3 separate regions of the Sus scrofa genome follow, and regions 2 and 3 are each linked to region 1. Evidence: chromatin contacts called from public HiChIP or PLAC-seq data. All regions are on one chromosome and are shown on one strand. Each heading gives the region's core, a stretch centred on a gene start, on an enhancer-like site or on the middle of the called end of the contact. The rest is flanking DNA. Distances are from core to core; before and after follow the strand shown.

What was found. HiChIP or PLAC-seq counts read pairs in DNA pulled down with a chosen protein or histone mark.
Region 2: a contact with region 1 is called in an H3K27ac HiChIP or PLAC-seq map of alveolar macrophages. The contact joins two enhancer-like sites. A contact is called at or near these places in 2 of 47 Hi-C or Micro-C datasets (liver and skeletal muscle) and 2 of 2 datasets of contacts at active chromatin or transcription factors (alveolar macrophages and skeletal muscle).
Region 3: a contact with region 1 is called in an H3K27ac HiChIP or PLAC-seq map of alveolar macrophages. The contact joins two enhancer-like sites. A contact is called at or near these places in 2 of 2 datasets of contacts at active chromatin or transcription factors (alveolar macrophages and skeletal muscle).

What each region holds. Positions count from the first base shown.
Region 1 is chr13:61,300,714-61,305,033 of Sscrofa11.1, reverse strand. The region is part of intron 41 of ITPR1 (inositol 1,4,5-trisphosphate receptor type 1); the gene reads right to left. Among named protein-coding and RNA genes, the nearest start is that of BHLHE40, 230 kb to the left of the region's middle. Within about 2 kb of position 1,598, at least 44 of the 83 cell types and tissues checked have an H3K27ac peak or open chromatin away from gene starts, as enhancers often do. A contact at or near this core is called in alveolar macrophages, liver and skeletal muscle, where this site is marked.
Region 2 is chr13:61,436,272-61,440,802 of Sscrofa11.1, reverse strand. It overlaps LOC106505661 (a long non-coding RNA gene), which reads left to right. Exons shown (of 12, transcript XR_002337646.1): 7 at 1-3,070. Among named protein-coding and RNA genes, the nearest start is that of BHLHE40, 89 kb to the left of the region's middle. Within about 2 kb of position 1,377, at least 70 of the 83 cell types and tissues checked have an H3K27ac peak or open chromatin away from gene starts, as enhancers often do. A contact at or near this core is called in alveolar macrophages, liver and skeletal muscle, where this site is marked.
Region 3 is chr13:61,458,221-61,462,454 of Sscrofa11.1, reverse strand. It overlaps LOC106505661 (a long non-coding RNA gene), which reads left to right. Exons shown (of 12, transcript XR_002337646.1): 5 at 233-430. Among named protein-coding and RNA genes, the nearest start is that of BHLHE40, 68 kb to the left of the region's middle. Within about 2 kb of position 2,119, at least 20 of the 83 cell types and tissues checked have an H3K27ac peak or open chromatin away from gene starts, as enhancers often do. A contact at or near this core is called in alveolar macrophages, where this site is marked.

The DNA of each region.
Region 1 (4,320 bases), core at 349-2,848:
AAAGGAAGGAGAAACACTTTGTTTCCAAAGATTCCCCCCAGCTCCTCAACAACTGCCATCCTCTGAGAGAAGGCCAGAAGCAGGGATATATGCAATCATTCATTTCTGCCTACACTGGTGGTTCAGCTACTCGGGAAAGGAGAAAACGTAGCCTGGGTTTCCAGTTCCTCTACAGGCACAAGCCAGGATAACTAACCTTCCCCTCAGACTACCTCAAAAGGACTGAGCTTCTCGAACCCAAGTGACAAGGAACATGCTGACTATCTTTGCAAGAATGTCTTGCCCTGAACTTCAGAACCTGGTGCCAGTGGGTCCAGGCATCTTCTCTTGTTACTTGGAGAGTTGTGGGCAATCATGCAAGTCTTACACTCCCAACCATGGGAGCTTCTTTGGGATTTTGGGTTTTCACTTCCAAACCTGGATCTAGATCAAAGACTCCTGTTCAATGACATGCCAGTTTCCTGGGAATGGAGAAGAAAGATGTATGTCCGCAGATGACTGGGACCAAAAAGTGACATAATAATGATAATAATAACACAGAGAAGGAAAGGAAAGGTCCTGGGTCAGGGAGCAGTTAACTGCATTGCCCGTTGCTTTCGGCTTCACCTGTAACATCTGTTAGTGTAAATACCTGATAACTGAGGCGATGAAGACTTCCCTGCCTCCTGGGCCTCTAAAATCACTTCAAACATAGAAACAGTCAGAGAGATGGAGGTGAATTGTGTGTGAAAACAACATAAATAGCACAGCCCCCAGGCTCACTGGATCATCAACCATGACACAGAAGCAAAATTTAAGAAGTTGGATTTTTGACAGAAAAATTTAATAAAATGAACCTCATTTTAAAATAATCAAGGCAGCATTAATACAAATAATCACTGCCTCATTTTGAGAGCCTTCTAGGACCCTGGCTTTGAGTGAGGCACTTTCTGTGAATCACCTTCTTCTGGGCAGGAGCTGGGCTGAGCGGTCAAGGGCACTGCCCCGAGCCCTGAGGGACTGAGGAGACAGGAGTGGAACAGGCCTTCCTGCTCCACCACACCAGCCCCAGGGCAGCAGCTCCTTCCTGCAGCTCTACCTGACATTACTCTCTTTAATCCTCTCAACATGAGCAAAAGGGAGGGACTCAGTTTTTCCAATTCTCTTTTCACAAGTGAGAAAACTGAGTTTCAGCGTGTCCTGAGAAAGTCCAAGGTCACCCTGCCGGTTGGAACTCCAGCCCAGGTGTTTCCGCTTTGGAAGCCAAGTTCCTTCTCCTGCACGCCTGCCCTACTGGGTAGTGTCCCCCCAAGTCCCTGACCCCATGCCACCCACTCACCATGGAGGGCCCACTGGCAGCACCTACAAGCCCTCCCTGAACCAGGCCAGGGTGCTTTGCTGTCCAGACCCTTGTGGTTTCCGCTGAAGGGCAGAGTGCCTGGGGGAGCCTGCTGGGGCCCCACCACCTGCCTCCCTCTTACTGTCATGGTAACACCCCCCACGCCAGGGAGAAAGCAGGCTCCTGACTCTGATGCTGGCCACACTCTTCTCCCACATGGATAAAACCCGAGGTCAGAAAACACCGCTCAGAAGTGACTCATTTCTGACTTCTCTGCCAAACACAACACCCTTTTACGTAACTCGCTTGCACACCACTCTCCTCCTCCTGGGGTGGCTGCCCTGTCAAACCAAGGCTGATCTTCCTCACCAGCTGGCCCCCCATTTCCAGCAAAGGCAAAGCAAACTGCTTCTCACCCTCCCACCCCCGCTCCCCGGGGTCAGAGGGGGGTCTCCAGCGTGCTCTCTCCTCAGTGCCTTCTGTGGTGACTTCTTCTGGAAGGGGTGGGAGATTTCCTATCTAACACTGGCTCCTGGCCTGCTGTCTCAAGCCAACCTCAAAAAAAAAAAAAAAAAAAAAAAAAAAAATGTGGTGAGGGAAAGGCCCTTGGACGAGGGATTTCTCTCTCATCTCATCTCTCAGCTGAATCCGCAGCCAGCTTCCTGACAGAGCACTTCTCACAGTTTCCAACTCATACTGTGTACGTGCAGAGAAGAAAATCCTTTTTGGGTGTGTCTGGAGGCTAGACTTGGCATAGGAAGAGCCTTGGGCAGCCATTTGATACATGCAATTTGCTGTGCTTCTGCAACCGGAAACAATTAATCCCCCCCACCACCAAATCTTTTTGGATCTGTCCCCTTTATTTGCTGAACGGTTCTCTGTGGTCAGATCAGCACATATATCCTCAACCATCTGTATGTGCTTAAAACACCCCAAACACTAGGTGTGTTGAAAGATCCATTCTACTCCTTCTCTGCCCCAGGTGAGACCAGCCTCTGTGTTCCTGTAGGAAAGAGGAAGTGGGGGAACATTCCCCCGGGTGCTGGTGGGAACATCTCAGGAGGAAGGAAACACACAAAAATTGGCAAGGACTCGGAGGACGGATATGCAAGTGCCATGAGACTTGCTGAGCCCCTGCATGTGCCAAAAATTAATTCACAAGCAAATGCTTATTTTATAGTTTCCCACTTTGCTACAAAACATCAAGCAGAAAGGAAAGATTTCTTCTGGGGGCTGGTAGGAAGTGGGTGGCACTGGAGAGGGCAGAAAGAAAGCAGGAGTTACTCTTAAAGGGAAGCTTGATCCCATGGCTCCACGATGTCACCTGTTCCAGGGGACCCCCCGGGGGGCAGTCCCACCTCCTTGTTCCTGTAAGCAGGGGATAACACCATGAAGTCTGAGCCACTCTGACGGCACCCAGGGAGGAGAAGTTTGGGAGGTGATATCCATCCTCAGATGTTATCACCATCACAGAAGCCAGGGCAGGGACAGAAGAGACTGGAAGACTTGGAGTCCACTGTGTCAGGCCAGGAAATATCCTCAGTTTGGCTGCCAGGCATTTCAGGGCTGAAGTGATGATGTGACAGATTGCAAGGCTTCAGGAGAAGGAAGTAATTCTCCCTGTGAGAGTTCCTAGTAAGCACGGTAGGCCCTTAGTTTTGGATTCCCATCAGCTGAATTCTCTTAGAACTTCCGAAGAGCTATGGTCCCCAGTGAACTTATCCTCAGTATAAGGGTGAATTTTCACATATCCTCAAAAGGGGAAGGACATGAGTTGACACTTCTGCAAAGATGGGACTGAACTTTCAGGGGGAACAGAGCTCCCCAACAGCAGGGACGATGGTGTCTTCCTTTTTTGCAGCTATAGCACCCAACTCAGGGGCTTGACTGACCTATGGTAGGTGTTCATCAATTATAACTGGGATATGTGGGGGGGGGATGTTCTCTGCAGGGGACCCCCACAACTCCCTCTCCCCTTGGTGAACACATCCAGTTCACACCAAGAGGTGCAAGTCTTCTCCCCTCCCTCTGAGGCTGGGCTCATCGTCTCTCTGGCACTTTGACTGGTACAATATGGCGGACGCGTTATACAAGGAGTCCAAGCCCAGGCGTTAAAATGACTGGTAGCTCCTACATCTCACTTCCCCAAACACAATTTCTTAGAAGCCAGCCGTCATACTCTAAGAAGCCTAAACCACACAGAGAGGCCACATGGAGGAGAACCAAGGTGACAGCCCCCGCTCAGCAACCAGCTGAGAGCCAGCACCTGTGCCACAGTCATACAAGGGGCCATCTTGGCCATTTCTGCCCAGTCAAGTCCCTGGTGACCACAGCCCCAGCCAGGACCACCCAGAGGAAGGAGACCCACCCAGCTGAGCCCACACCCACAGAAACACAACAAGTGTCAGAACAGCCATTGCTTTAAGCCCCTATGTTTTGTGACATTTAGTTAATCAACAGTAAGACAACTAAAACAGGTGGTGGGGGAGGAGGGGACAGGAAGCACGTGACACTTAGCTCAGGCTCTGTCTGGTTCTGTATCTCTGAGGAAGTCACAACCCTCCTTGACCCCCCATTTCCCTCATCTCCATAATGGGGTGACACACACTCAGCACCCCTCACAGACCAACCAGGAGACTCAGACAAGACAGCCAGAGGAAAAGTACTTCATAAAAAAAAGCCAAAAAGCAACTGGATGCTGTTCCCATTTGTCTTCTCTGCTGAGCTCTGCAGCCATAAGCCCACCCCTGGCCCACATACATCTCTGGCTTTGGAGATGACAAGGTGTTGCCTTCTGAAACCAAGAAAATCATCTTCCTTTATAAAGCACCTGCCTTCTTCTTGGAATCTTTATCATCCTCCTGAGGAAGGAAGCTGTTACAGGCAAGGAGGGGTTTGGGGAGCCAAGCTGCCTTGGTTCAAACCTTGGCTCTGCTACTTCCCGCTTGCATGATGAGGGACAAGTTCCTCAACTACTTTGGGCTTTAGTTTCTGCACCTACC
Region 2 (4,531 bases), core at 128-2,627, 140 kb before region 1:
TTTGGTCACCATAAGTGATATACAAATCCTTATGCTCAAGAACGTAGCTTATCATTACAACTAGAACATAGATTACCATCTGCTAGATCTGCTACCCAATTAATTTTTTGGTGTTTATCCCTTCTCTCAGCTCTTGCTGTTATCTCCATAAACTAGGATCTTCTTATCCTTGTTTCCTTAATAATTCACACTGTCTCCCCTCACAGCCTATTTCCAGGGCTTCCATCTCCTCAAAAATTCAGTTTAGGCCCCACAAAGCCAAATGAAGGAAAGAAATTCTTTCAAATGTTATGAAGAAAGATGTGATTAAAAATCAATCCGTGAACAGTTACCAAGTTCTAAAAATCTTTGGGGAAGAGGGTGGCAAAGAGGAACCAGAAATTTAAGATCTCCAGTCAGTAATGCTTTTCATTATATATTCAATTCCCATTGTTCCTTAATCTTTCCCCCATTCTATATGGACAAGAAAATGAAATTTGGGGTAGAGTAGCAGATCTGGATAGTATTTGCATCCAGATACCAACCTAAAAAACTGTCCATGGGAACTCATAATCAAGCGCAGCTATCTGCTGCCAAATATGACAAATGGGGACATATATTCACTTAAGTCCTGTATCAGTAACATTCCATCTTACCAGAGGCTATGACACTTTCTTCCTAGTGTTAGAAACAACGAAAAGCTTCTAGTCCTCAAGGGAAATGTGGCTTGAGGGATCCTTGGTGTATGACACACAAAACTGACATAACACACATACTTCGTATTTCAAATATAACTTCGCGGTGTACAAATAATACCTATAATTGGGTTAAATTAATGGCAGTAGTCTAAGCATCGGTGAAGTTCTAGGCCTGCCCTGGACTAGCCTCTAGAGCAGGTTACTGCCGGTGGGTGCCCTCAGGTGAGACTTCATCTCTGGGCTTACTACTCCTACTGGGAGATGAAACTTGGCTCAGAGCGCCCTGGAGACGATCATTACTGCAGCGTGTGCCACTCTTCAGGAACCCCTGATGTTCTTACATGAAGGACTTAGTTGGGGTTCGAGTGATTTAGACATAAAATGGGAAAATCCGGAGCAGTTCTGACTTCCCTTTGACGACGCCAAAAGGGCATTGAGTGCAGCCCACGACACCCACTTTTTTCTTTTTCAGAGGAAACGCCTCCTCTCCCATCCAGACCTGCCCCGCCTCCCCGCCTTCCAAAATAACTCGCGGCCTCAGCAGCTCAACCGCGTTCTGACCCCATCCAAACCCCTACCGCGCGCACGCGCACAGAGAGAGCGGCAAAGCCCGCGGCGGGGCGGGAGGTGCAGGCGCGAGCCTAGGCTCCAGCTCTCCCTCGACGGGGCGGGGCCCCGAGGGGCGGGGCGAGAGCGAGGTCCCGCCTTGCCATTGGCGTTGGCCTGGCCAGGTGGAGGGCCAGGTGGAGGCCCGCGTGAGCAGCTGGCCCACGGGCCCACGGTCCCAAGGGCCCCTGCGCGCAGGCGCAGAGCGGGGCTGGGAGCGAAGGCGGGGGAGGGAGTGCCTGGGAATAGGCAACGTACTCCTGGCGCGGTGCCTTGCAGCTGATGGCGGGTGGGGCCGTAGAGTAGGGCTGGCCGCCGCTTTCTCCTGTGGACCGAGGCTGCTGACGGGAAAACGATCCGGGAGGGAAGCGTCCGCGCCCAGGCCCCTTTCCCTGAAAGTCTGCGGCATCTTAGAGCCGAGTAAACCAGACAGAACGTTGAAGTTCGCAGACCTCAGCCTTCGAGGCCTCTCTGCCCGCTGCCGGCTTTGAGTCCTCTGGCGTCACTTAGCCTGGCCTCGGTTTCCCCACTCTTGTAGAGGGCTTGTGGCCTGAGAGTGGCCGCGAAGAAGAGTTCACGTCACAACCACTACGTGCCTAGTGAGTTTTTTGAGCATCCAAGTCACGCCCTTGCCCTCAGGGAGCCGGGTGCCTAGTGGCGGCTCTGAGCAAGATGGAAGTTCCGCGGTGGTGTAGCGCCAGGGCCCGGAGTGCGCCCCTCCTGGTGGCTTGGCCGCACTGCCTGCGTGGGCTCCAGCCTCGGCTTCCTCATCAGCGCACAGAATGTGCTTCACAGGTAACGAGGGAGTGTGGAGTGCCAAGCGTCGTCCCTGGCACGTGGTGGGCTCACAACACGAGTTCCAGGCTTCAGTCAGTGCCAAGGGTATCTTTCAGAGCAGCCAGGAGGTCCAGAGGTGCAAACACAGACCATGCGACTCAGGGGGCATAGCTGGAGAACAGAATCCAGTTCCTCTCCGACCGGCTAGGGAAAAGGGATATGATGATTAATTGATTAAGCACACTCCCTTTGATCCTTGTCTTGCCTTAGAAAAGGCTTCCTCAGGCTTCCTTTCCCCGTCTTTTTAGTTGGTAGTGTTTTAGAAAGGCTAGGAAACATTGATTTTTCTGAATTCACTCTTACATTAAGTCCTGTTCTGATGATGAAGAAGGAAACTTGATTGATCTGCATTTGGGGCAGTTATTAGTGTACTGGATTAATTTGGAATAAACTTGTCAGTACTCAACAGGAGAGCTGGCAAAAAAGCAGATGTTCAACTGTTAGTGTGGCTCTCTGTTGAAGGCTTGAAAAATATTCGTGTTCTGTACTGTGTTAGCTTCCTGGTCTCAATAATACCCACCCCTACCTCCATTGTCACTAGGGTGGTCCTTATAAACTATTGTTAATTCTTTTTTTGAGACATTTTTGACCTTAATGTCACCTTTTCCTACCAGTAACCACTTTAAGATCCTGTTGCTGCAAGAGTTCAGGGAAAATCCATTTGTAATATTTAGAGGATGACCACACCCTGACTTCTGCAGAGTGTTGAGTAAATCAAACTAGTTTGTTGTTTTTTTTTTTTTTTTTTTTTTTTTTTTCTGGAAAAAACCTGCAGCTGAAACTGAGATTAGGAATAAAGAAAACCAGCTGGATCTTGTCCCTTAATGCCAGTGATAGTTTCTGTTTGTGGTCTGTTTGTCATTCAGCACGCTTTGGGAGAATGTGACTAGCTTTTTGTAAGCCTACCGTGGTATGCTCTACGTGATCCCTTGCATCCAAGATATGCACAGGTAACTGATTGATCCTGACCTCCTTAAGTGACTGACAGGTGGGCTGTCAGTGGGCTGCCCACAGGTAGATCCTTATTGGAAAAACTGGCCATTTGGTTGATATTATCTGTGAATAATAATTTTAGAATTTATTACTGAAAGCACATGAGGTATTCCAGGGCTTGACTTTTTCATTTATTTTCATCTTTTCATTTCTGTATTTTATACAGTTGTTATAGAATTTGTGTGCTAATGTTACAGTTTCTTGAATTTGGCTTAAAAGAGCTAGCTGTCCTTGGTCTCACTATTTCAGTTCAAAATAAATTATTTAACAGAGTATAATATGTTGAATAACTGCAACAATCATAATAAACATTGATAATGTACCATTTTCATTTAATATTTATGTTTATCATTTATATCCATTATTTTATTTCACCATTTTGAACACTGGGGAATAAAATAGTGTGTTTCCACCTCAGGAAATTTTTAACTTGGTTTTCTCTATTTTTTTTTTTTAAGAGAAAAGAATCTTCCTGAAAAGTGATGCCTTTTGTTGTGATAGAAATCTAGAATGCTTATAATGTTTCATTGAGAAGCAGTAGTCTCCTTTAACATTTTTATTGTTTTTTTCCTTTCTTTCAAATGCAGTGAAAACCTCTGTCAATGTTAGTGTGGCCCTTAGCCAAAGCCAATCATTTATTACTTTATAAAGAAGTGAAAATTTTAATTTAACACATAGCAAGTATTTAAGCTCATATACTTGCTATTGTATGACAAGGATTTTAAAACAAGGGTTTTAGACGTCAAAGGCATAGTAAATTTGTGTTTATCCTGTGCTTTGTTAAAAGTTAATTTAAAAATATAGGAAATTAGTAGTAGTAGTTAGCACTGATGGATAAAAATAAGCCATTAGACTGAGCAACATGGATTAATGATACGTGTGTGTGTATGTATATATGTATATAATGATGTATATGTATATGTATCATTGATTTACAGAATACTTTCGCTTTATCTCCTCTAATCAGTTATCCAGTATCTCTTTGGTATTGGCTTTGCTTAACCCATTGAAGAAACGAAAAAAAAATTTCAGAAAAGGAAAAAAAAATTCAGAGAAGATGAAAGGAAATTGTCCAAGGTCTTCTGAGTCCAAGTCCTGTAATGCTCATGCAGTAACACAAAGACATGGTGGACAATGAATATTTTTGCTTGAGCCCACTGTCAGCAGTCAGTATTGCTGAATTACAATCCCTCCTCTGCCCTTGACTCTTCTGTTCTGATTTGTACCTGTTTCTATTAATAAAATAAGGATTTCTGGATTTAACATAACAGAAATAGAGTGGTGAACAAGATGTAAAGCGGCTCCAGCTCTCCTCAAAGTTACAATTTAGAGGGAGGTAATAGCAAAATAAATTCCGTTTGTTAAGTGCTAAAGAGATAAAGAGCACATGGTCCAATCTAGGGTGTCATGGAAAGATT
Region 3 (4,234 bases), core at 870-3,369, 160 kb before region 1:
CGTTAACCACTGAGCCACGACGGGAACTCCAAAACACTGCCATTTTTACAGATACAAAAGTCATTAGCTGTGCTAAAATTTCCATAAATACAAAATAAGTAATTTTCAACAGATGTCAATCAGTGACAATCCAAACAAATAATGCTTCCTAAGCCAGGGGTCAGGCAGACCATGGCCACGGGGGCAAATCCAGCCCCTAGCTGACCTAAAAGTGGTTTTTATATTTTTACAGGGTTGTAACAAAGGAAACAGAGAAGAATTGATAGCGACTGTTCGGTGACGGTGACGGGCGAAGCCTAAAATACTGACTAGCCAGTCTTTAACAGAAAAAATGTGTCCACCCATGTAGTAAGCAGTTCCCTAGGCTGTGGGTCTGACTGGGTCTTACATCTCAGACCACTGGAAGGATGAGTAAAACCTTCCTTGCCAGGTAAGTAGTTTATAATCTACACAAAAGGGCCATAAGGCCAGTAAGAAGTTGTAAAGAAGATAGCGTCAGATAAGTGCTTCAAAGGAAGAGACACACAGGGTTGGTGGGGAAATTGGGAGTGGCTTCTTCTGGGAGGTGATTAAGATGAACCTTGAAGATAAGAGATTTTGAAGGAGAGAGGTAGGTGGGGTGAAGGGGAGGGTCAGAGAGAATAAGATGCAGGGGAGTCACTTTCAGAAGCACCCAGGTGGCTGGAGAGAGACCTGCCAGACTGGAAACCAAGGCCTGGTGAGGAGTTTGTTCTCCTTGAGGCCAAAAGGACAATCCATGCTTTGCCTTTGGTGTTTGATGTCACTACTTGTTTTCTCCTGTTGTGACAGGGAAGTGTGGGATTATAATCAGTGATGAGGGAAATAGTCCCTTTTAGGTGGAGCCTCTAGTAAATGAATGGCTTTTGGCTGTAAGTCAATGAATAACATTAATGTATGCAGTTACCACGGCTCCATTAGTAAATAAAGCGCTGCAGAGTTTCAGTCTAGTCATCGGAATTCTTGAAAGTCCTATTTTTAAGGCAGTTCAAACAGAGGCAAGGCCTCGGAGTCTAGCGAGGCCTCCAGGAACTCGGAGTCCTGCCTTGAGGCACCCCTGCCCCAATGCTGACCTTCAGCAAAGCCCTTGGCTGCCATCTCGGCTTCCTGGCAATAAAATGGGGATAACAGACCTTTGCCACCTCACAGGAGTGTGACACGGAGCAATAAAGTTCTGCCAGAAGCTTTCAAGATAAGTGCTTCTGGAACCTGAGTTGGGAAAAGTGCTCTTTCAAGAGTTTGGGGCAGGGAAACGGGGGGAAGAAGATTTAAAAAATGAAAATAGGACACTGTTTCCAGCTTCTAAGAGTTGAGAGCTTTGCAAAGCAAAACCAATTACTGCTGGATGATACAGAGCCTACAGCTTTCTAAGTGTGCCCATAAGCTACCAGTAGAGTTCCATGATGGTATTCTCTAAATTAAAATTAGGGCAGAAATTTTGGTTTGGGTTTTGGTTTCAGGTGGGAGGGAATCCTGGAAATCAGACAGCACAGCCCTGTTCAAGACAGCTGTATAATGTCTCAGTGTCTGTACCTCCAAAGCCTGGGATATTCTGTCCAATTCTTCCGTATATTGTTAGCTTATGAAGGTATATCCCTTTCTCCACTTTCTTTTCTCTTTAGACTGTCATAGTCCTAGCAAGAGATTGTAGTTGGGTCTAGGGTCAGAGGTGCTGCCTTAGAGCTCGCTCTGTCACTGGCCCTTGGAGGCTGAGGGAGACAAGATCAAGTCGAAAATACCAAAGTTTCTAAAGAAAGCTGAAGGACCCACCCTGAGGTAGGCCCACACCAAACCTGGAGCAGACCCCTAGGGGGTAGAAAACATGATCTGCTCTGCTCTGGAAAGTTCATGGTGCAATATTTCTAGGGTCCTGCAGAGAATGCTTACCTTTTTTTAAATCCTCTCCCCCTTTTCCTCCTCCTCTTCCCCTTCCTTTCACCTCCCTCCTTCCTCTCTCCCCCACATCTGGCTTCCTTTCTTCCTTAAAGAAATCTTTATCTTAGACTTGGCCAAACAAGAGACACAGGCCAAAATAGATCAGTGAGGAATGTGCTATCTTGTTGGGAGGACAGCAGCTCAAAACCACAAAAGCCCTGAGTTTGACCCTAGCACTCTGTGGCTACTGGTGACTCATCTTGATAATTATCAGATTGAATCTTCTCTACTGGTTTGGTAACACGTGATGAGTGGAAAAAGAACTTTAGTCAAATGTATATGCCTCTCCTTATTGTCCATATAGACTTTTCTTGGTTCTCTTCATTTTCCTGGTATGTATAAGACAGTTTGCTCTCCATGAAATCCTTGGGAGCTGCTAAAAAGAAACAAATAGATGAACTGTTTTCAAACCCTTGGATAATTTTTGCCTTAGTGATTAAGGGAACAAGGCAGAAGTACCAGTTGAAGGTGGATGGAATGGGAGGAACGTCCCCTTCAATAAAATCTTGATTTTCTATGGCTTTTTTTTTTTTTTTTTTAAATAACAGGGCTGCTAAGTAGGAAAATCACTGGAACTTGACTGCAGCAATTTTGCCTTTTTTTTTTTTTTCTTTTCTTCTTCTTCTTTTTTTTTTTTTTTTTTTTTTTTTTTTGAGCTCTCTGTCTACTGCGGCTCCCTGCCACCCCATCCATCTATAACTTTTCATCACTTTTTCCTAAAGTAAGGAATACGTCCCAGAAAATGCACTTCTGTGACTTAGCAACTTGCCAGAGTGATCTGATCCTTCCCAGTGTTCCAAAGGAAGCAATGATTTGAATTCAGCTGCTCGAACAATTAGTCTCCAGGCAGGCAGCTTGAAAATTCTTTAAAGTAATGCTATGGGTGTCTGGTTGCATGTAGTCTTTTGAGCCTGACACTCTGCTAAATTAATCTTAATGTTAAAGTAAAATGGGAACAAGACCAATTTCTGTTCAGCGAAACTCTGTACTTTCTGACATTGAATTGTACTGCAGATTCATAGTAAAAAAAATTTATGAATAACTCACACTTCCACTCCATCAGTGTGTATGTCATACATACACATATGTATATGACTTATATACACACATAACATATACATATATAACTTACATATGTAACATATATAGCATGTACATATATACATATATATATACACACACACAAAAAATACATTATTCACAACAGCACTCTTTGTAATAGTCAAAAATTGGAAACAACTCAAATGTCCACTGACTGTAGAATGGATAAATAAATCGTGACACACAATGGAACAATACATAGCAATGAGAATGCATGAACTTCTGCTACAAAAACAGAGGAATTTCATAATCAAAACACAGAGCAAAAGAAGTCAGACACAATATAAACATACTATAAATCCATTTATATGAAGTTTATAAGCAGTCAAAATTAAGCTATGGAGATGTCTTCTGACAGAAATCTGAAAGGTGAGTGTCTTTGGGGAGGGATACGAAGTGACTAAAGGTGGGACAAGGGAGTTCTTGTGGTTTGGTGAGGGTTACACAAGTTATCTTTGCTTTGTAAAAGCTCATTGAGCTGTACAATAATGATTTGTAAACTTTCATGTAGTATGCTATTCCTCAGTCAAAATTGACTTGAAAACCTGCATAGTCATTATTATCAGTTTTGGTTTAGTGTTATTTCACTTTTCATCAGAACGAAAGAGACCAAAATTGTGTGAATGCTTTTAGGCTGCAAATATGAGGAGATAATTCAAAATGGTTTCAACAGGGGTTGGCAAACTTTTCCTCTAAAGGGAAATACAGTAACGATTGTAGGTTTTGGGGGGCCGTGTGGCTTCTTGTTGAGACTACTCAACTCTGCTGCAGAGCAAAAGTATCCACAGACAACACGTGAACAAAAGAGCCTGGCTGTGAGCTAAAAACTCATATAAATGTGGGGCTGTCTCAGAATTCTGCCTACTGCCAGCTCTAACCTAAAAAAATAAATCGGATAATATCACAATAGAAAAATCAGCCGTTGGGAAGAAATGAGCACTCTGGCATTCTCCTTGCTTGGAGGGTTCATATTTAAAACCCAACTCCAGGAGTTCCCGACATGGCTCAGCAGAAATGAATCTGTGTGGCATCCATGAGGATGCAGGTTTGATCCCTGGCCTCGCTCAGTGGGTTAAGGAGCTGGCCTTGCTGTGATCTGTAGTGCTGTGGCTCTGTCAGAGGCCAGCAAATACAGCTCCGACTCTGCCCCTAGCCTGGGAACCTCCATATGCCGCAGGTG